2 separate regions of the Mus musculus genome follow, and region 2 is linked to region 1. A link is a contact called in public ChIA-PET data. All regions are on one chromosome and are shown on one strand. Each heading gives the region's core, a stretch centred on a gene start, on an enhancer-like site or on the middle of the called end of the contact. The rest is flanking DNA. Distances are from core to core; before and after follow the strand shown. Region 1 has its middle 18 kb from the start of 2310069B03Rik. Region 2 holds the start of Sema4f (sema domain, immunoglobulin domain (Ig), TM domain, and short cytoplasmic domain).

Evidence for each region. ChIA-PET counts read pairs in DNA pulled down with a chosen protein or histone mark.
Region 2: a contact with region 1 is called in an RNA polymerase II ChIA-PET map of memory CD8 T cells, with 30 read pairs. The contact joins the promoter of Sema4f here to the enhancer-like site in region 1. A contact is called at or near these places in 16 of 39 promoter capture datasets (the 3T3-L1 cell line, 3T3-L1-derived adipocytes, the SN4741 cell line and 12 more), 2 of 15 datasets of contacts at CTCF or cohesin (CD8 T cells and the NIH/3T3 cell line), 3 of 115 datasets of contacts at active chromatin or transcription factors (CD8 T cells, memory CD8 T cells and pancreatic cancer cells) and 1 of 9 other capture datasets (adipose tissue).

What each region holds. Positions count from the first base shown.
Region 1 is chr6:82,861,979-82,865,230 of GRCm38.p6, forward strand. No RefSeq gene overlaps it. Among named protein-coding and RNA genes, the nearest start is that of 2310069B03Rik, 18 kb to the right of the region's middle. Within about 2 kb of position 1,668, at least 159 of the 459 cell types and tissues checked have an H3K27ac peak or open chromatin away from gene starts, as enhancers often do. A contact at or near this core is called in 3T3-L1-derived adipocytes, CD8 T cells, the NIH/3T3 cell line and 7 more, where this site is marked.
Region 2 is chr6:82,937,952-82,941,079 of GRCm38.p6, forward strand. It overlaps Sema4f (sema domain, immunoglobulin domain (Ig), TM domain, and short cytoplasmic domain), which reads right to left and starts at 1,818. Exons shown (of 14, transcript NM_011350.4): 1 at 1,510-1,818. The coding sequence starts at 1,672.

The DNA.
Region 1 (3,252 bases), core at 418-2,917:
GGCTCCCCTGCACCTGGGCTTACAGGCCACACAATGTGTGAGCGCTAGAAACCAAACTTGGATCTTCTGCAAGAACAGCAAGTGCTCTTAACCACCCAGCCATTTCTCCAGCCCCTGGAAAGACCTTTTAAAAAGCAAATGGATTATCAGTGGACTGAGAGGAAAGGCATGCCCAGTGAGCAGAGATCAGGTTACATCAAGGCCCAGAAACAGGAAATGAGCTGGAGAGCTCAGTGGGATTAGCCTGGGAGAATCAGAGGGAAGGAATTGGGCAGTGGTGTGTCATCCTGGACTTTGAAAAGCAGAATCACATGACCAGATCTGTTCGATGAGCTAATGATTTCATCGTGTCTTTTAAAATCAAAGCTTGCCATTAATTATGGCTCCAGTCCTGTCTTCATCCTGTCATCACCCCCATCAAGATCCCCATTTTATGCTGCGGTGTAATGTGGTTTTGCTACTTAAATCCTTAGCCGGGAACAGCATCTACCTACCTACCTACAGGTGCACACACAAGTATAGACGTCTGGGAGAGGCAGGCCAGAGGTGGGAGCAGCGGGGACCTCAGAAACAGGCAGAATAAGCAAACAGGTCACAGCAGCCAGGGGAGAGACAGAGGAGGGAGCAGCTGGTCCGAGTGTCACATGTCCCTAGAGGTTAAATTGGATGAGGACTAAAAAAAGACCCAGGGATTGAGTGACGAGAAGGTCACCATGTAGGTGTCAGCTAAAGGAGCGCAGGCAGAAAGGGCAGACTCATAGTCCAGCAGTCTGCAAAGGGAAAGGGCAAGTGTGGGGTGAGCCAAAGGGGGAGGCGTTCACGGCACTCTCTCTCTGGTGGGCAGGTGGGGGGATTGTTGTTTGTGTATGTACAGAGTCTCCTGTAGCCCAGGCTGGCCTTGATCTGATCCTACCCTCCCGTGTATGTGTTGTGGATCCTGTAGCAGCAGCTGACCTTTAACTCCTAATCTTCCTGCCTCCGCCTCCCAAATGCTGGTTCGCGTTGCAGTGTATTATTTGTAGGGGTGGGTGGGGGTGGAGGCAGGGCCTGTGAACGTAGGTGGAAAGAGACGCTTCTGTCCAGGGAAAGCATTCAGGGACCTACGAACCTGGATACGGGCTTTAGCCTCCGATATGAGGAGAAAGCAAGAGTCTACATGCTGGGGTTTCCCTGGGTATGGCTAAGAGATGGGAGTGCGCAACCACGAATCTGAGAAATGGGTTTAATATCCTTCCCTCTGCTCCAAATATTGGAAAGGCCACTGACCCAGCCACAGAATCCTGACCCTTTATCCCCCTTTGTGCATCGGTGAGGCCTTCTCTTCTCAGGGATTTGATTTTCCTGCCTGAGGAGCCTGGTGGGGTGAGGCACGCTGGTGGGTAGGATGGCAGAGGAGGGCAAGCCAGGGCTTGGTAATGCAGACTTCCACATGCTGACTCCAGCTTCTCATAAGAGCTGGGCTCCCTCCCATTAATGGAACAGTTCCTGTCCCACCTGTTTTCTGATCACACTGCCAGGCGCGTTCCAAAGATGAACTCAAAGGGAGCACATATCCCAGAGGAGGCTGGAAGGAAAAAAAAAAATGTAGCACATGGGTTGGGAGAGGCCGGTGGCAGCCACAAGCACATAGGTCATGTTGCCTGTCCTCACTGTTACACAATCACAAGGACTGCAGTGAGTCACAGCAGCAGCAGACAGAGCTCCCCAGAACCTCTGCCTGCCCCAGGAGCCCAACACAGCCCTCTGCTGCCATGGCCTGGCACAGGCGGGCTGCCTGCCTGTAAACTCAAAGCTAACCACTTCCTCTGGAAGGGAATCCCGGCCCCCCAAAATACTTCTCTGAGACAGCAGCAGTATCAACAGTCTGCACAGCAGCGTCCGCGTGAGAGATGTGGACTCTCAGCAGCTGTGTGTGGGTTTTGAATGTTCTTTAACAAGCTCATAAATGCATATACTGAATTTTGGTCATTTTGGTCATTTTTACCCCCATTTCTATCCTTCTCCTTCCCACTCAACCCTTCCTACCTTCTAATGACTTCCCCTCCTACTTAAAAAGCAATTATATTTAGTTATTACTTTGTACGTGTGTGTGTGTGTGTGTGTGTTTGTGTGTGTGTGTGAGAGAGAGAGAAAGAGAGAGAGAGAGAATGTCAAGGTCAGAGGATAATTTACAGGAGCCAGTTCTCTCCATTATATAGGTCCTGGGGATTAAAGTCAGTTTACCAGGTTTTCTGGAAATTGCCTTTATCCACTGAGCCATTTCAACACCCCTAGCTTACCTTGGAGAGGGGTGTGTGTGTGCCCCACTATGTTTAAATAAAGTTGTTTATGTGAGCATGAGAGGAAGAAGAAAATCCCAGCATTTCAAAACTGGGAGATTTAGGCAAGGCACATTGGCGAATACCTTTAATTCCAGCAGAGGCAGGTCAGGGGGATCTTCATTAGTTCAAGGCCAGCATGAACTACCCAGCAAGTTCATGGCTAGTCAGGGTTACATAGTGGGACTCTGTCTCAATAGGAAAAAAAAAATGTGCTTCAAAGATGAGAGAATCTTTAGAGTTCTTGAACAGATAGGAAGCTGGCAAGGTGGCTTATGCCTGTAATTCCAGCACTTGGTGGGGAGGCTGAGGCAGTAGAACTGCCTGGGGTCTTGGCTTACATAGTAAGTTTCAGGGCAGCCAGGGGAATAGCAGGAGAATTTTTCTTAAAAAAAAAAAAGCCCAAACCAAAGAGGCAAAATCAAAACCAGGTAGGAAACCTCAAGCCCAGCATCCAGTGAGCAACAACTGAAGGCCACACAGTGAAACAGAAACAGAGTTGGGCCAAGCTGTCTTATTTCAGGCCGGAAGCCACTGGCTCCCACTCCACTGGAACCTCACAGCCCTAGCAGAGACTGGAGAACCTGGAAGCAGAAGAAGCCCTGGCCTTGGAGTGAGCCAAGGGATAAAAAGAGCTAACATCTATAATCTAAGCTCTAGAGGTTCCCCAGGGATGACTGAGAAGGAGCAGTTCCTACCCACCTCCACCTCCACCTCCCAGAAATTCCACAGGAGGCATCGATGCAGCTGACAAACCCTGGCCCTTCATGTCCATGGGGGCAGTTCTTCTTAGGACCACATTCTTCCTTCCTGAGGAACCCCAAAGGGTTTTCTCACACTCTCCAAATTCCACTTAGAAGTCGCCTAGCTGAGCCAGGTGTGGTAGCTCTCGCTTTTAGTCCTGAACTAGGTGTAGTAGCTCTCAGGAGGCAGA
Region 2 (3,128 bases), core at 568-3,067, 76 kb after region 1:
CCCCCCTCCCTCCCTCCCTCCCTCCCTCCCTCCCTCCCTCCCTTCCTTCCTTCCTTCCCATGCATTCCACCTAGACTCAGACTCAACTCATTTTCAGCATCCAAAACACTTAACTATTTAAAGTTCACAACAGCTTTTCATGAATTCCCCTTTGCTCCACCTCTGGCTTTGGAGAACCAAGTCGTTTGTGTTACCTACTCTGCTTTGCCTTGCCATCTGGGCCTCTCTGGATCCCTGGATATCAGCGAAGACTGGCATCTGTAACTCTCTTTGTAGGGTATGGGTTCAGCACAAACTGAAACCCCAGAGGTTCTGGTCTCAGCTTTGACTTCTGGACTCAGCATCCGTGTATGTCATTTGGCCTAAGCATAAGCTTTAAGTTTCTGTGACCCAGTTGTGAGTTGTGGCGTCATTTGTACCCACTGAGAAGAAAACAAGCCCCGTGCCACACTCATGTCCAGATCAGCAAAAAGTATTTAAACTGTGAGCACCATTTATGCTTTTTCCATGTCTTCATAAAGAACCTAAACCCTATCTTGTTTTATTAAATATATAATTTTTATGTTTCTTTAAACATAATGTGTGTGTGTATGTATGTATGTATGTATGTATGTATGTATGTATATTAGTGTCTGTATATATGCACTATAAGTAACCACAGAATCCTGTTCCCTCGGAGCTGGAATTGCAGGTGGTTGTAAGCCACTGACATGGGTGCTGGGAACAGAACTCAGATCTCCTGGGAAAGCCGCCAAATGCTCTTAACAACAGAGCCATCTCTCCAGCCCCTCCTTTGTTTTGTGTGAAGAACTTTGAATGGGCTCATTGAAGTGTTTTCTAGCACTCAAAGTAGGGAATGGGCAGGGGGAGCAGCGGACATTCGGGGAATTAAAGTTAAAGTGAATTGATAGCGGAGGATGGATGTCAGCCATAAGGAAAGTGGGCAGGAGGGATACAGGTCTGGATGAGGGTGGGAGGGCATTTAAAAGGATGACGTGGGGGTGGGGGGAATGAAGCTAAAAGGGCGGAAATTCTGGGCTAGGGATGACCCATTAGAATGAAAGAGCAAGAAGACAGGGAATAGCAGGAGCTTGGAAATGAAGTGATGGGTGTGGGTGTATGTGTGGGCAACAGGGATAAAGGACTGAAATGGACAACCTTGGGCAAACCCCAGGCCCTCCATGGGCCTCAGTATCCAGGTCTACAGGGTAAAGGACTGCACCCTAATGAAAAGAGGGGCTTCGGGAGCACCCTGGTTGTGTCTTGGGAGCTGAGGTGCAGGGCCAGGTTGGGGGTGGGATAGGTGGGATGGAGTAAGGTGGGGTGGGATGAGATGAGATAGAAAGATGCAGGGTAGAAGTCTCAGCTTTGGTCCCACAGGGGTGTGCACCGTGCAGAGGGGCCTTAGATGGCTGTCACTGGAGTTAGCAGGGCAGGTGGGTGTGGGCACCTGCTGGCAAGGGCAGGGTACCGTGCGAAGGGCTGAGGACAAGGGTTCCTGCATCTTACCGGAGATGGGCAGCGAGGTTCTGGGCACCGAGCGGGGGACGCGGCCGCACACCGGGGCGCTCAGCATCGCCAGCAGCAGCAGCAGCAGCGACGACGGCGGCGGGAAGAGAGAGACCGGAGGCGGCCGGGGGCCCGGGCGGGGCCGCTCGGCCCTGGCCAGCATCTCTGGCTCCGCCTGGTGCCGGGTGGGGCGCGTCGGGCAGCCTCTACTCAGTACCGCTACTGCGCGGGCCTCGGCCCCTCTCGGGTACCCTCGGCCGAGCTCGGCCTGCAGCGGTGAGATGAAACACAACCCGACTCCTCCCACTCACAAAGGAACCAATGGAGGACCGGTTTCTTCCTATAACCAATGAAAATTGAGTGGAGGAGGGACGAGGAAGAGAGGCCCTACCCAGGTGTAGGCGGAGCTAGGACAGGTGTAGGTGTGGGTTTCTTCCTCAGAAGGATGGAAACGTTCCTAGGTCTGGAGTCACCAGTGAATTTGTAGCAGTTGCTCCAAATCCCCAAATATCCATATCTGTGCTACTAAGAGCACCAGATTTTTCAGATTTTTATTTATTTTTTTTGTTCCTGTAAGATGGCTCAGTGAGTATAAGGGGCCAGCTGCTAAACTTGAAGTCTGAGTTGGATTTAACCACTGCCCCCACCCCGGGACCCAACAACATGGAAAGCAGAGAATCCACTTGCTCAGATGGTCCTCTGACTTCCACATGCACGCCATGGTACTAATGGCCTCCAACACACATACACACAATAAATAAATTAAAATGCAAATATACTTATGAATATATTAGTTACTTTTCTCATTGCTAAGGTCCAACTTAAGGAAGGGTTTATTTTGGTTCACAGTTGGAAGATATAGTCTGCCATGATGGAAAAGCAGGGTGGCAAAAAACTGAAAAGTCTGGTCACATTGCATCTGCAATAGGAAGAAGAGAGCTTAGCCCAGAGTATGGTGCCATCCATAGTCAGGGTGGGTCTTCCCACCTCAACAAAATCGAGAGACTCCCTCACAGTAGCTCGTCCAGTTTTGTCTCTGGGTGGTTCTAGACTCTATCAAGTAGACATTGTTAACGGTCCCACTTTGAATCATTGGGCTGGAGAGATAGTCCAGGGGTTAAGAGCACTGACTCCTCTTCCAGAGGTTCTGAGTTCAATTCCCAGCAACTACATGGTGGCTCACAATCATCTGTAATGGGATCTGATGCCCTTTTCTGGTGTGTCTGAAGAGAACAATAGTGAATACATTAAAAAAAAAAGTAAAATAAATAAAATAAAAGAACTAAGGAGACTGGGAAGTGTGCTGGCCAGAGTCAGGAATGACCACTGTGTATTTGAGAGGAGACTCCACAGAAATACACCCAATGCAGTAGACCTGGAGTGGTGCCTTGGCCCTGTTCTTCACGTAAAACTACCTCATTTCTAGGCAGCCTTTAAGGAGTCAAGTGCCCAGGTTTTCTACAGAAGCTGTGGTTTAGGGCAGGACTCTGACATGTGAAGTAACTTCCTCCTGTCTCAGAGGGAACTTGCGCTTACCAGGTGTTTCACTTATGATTCCGTATCATCTCCTTGCCATCCTGGGAGGGAGACCTGAAACAGAAGTTAACATCCCCAGTGGT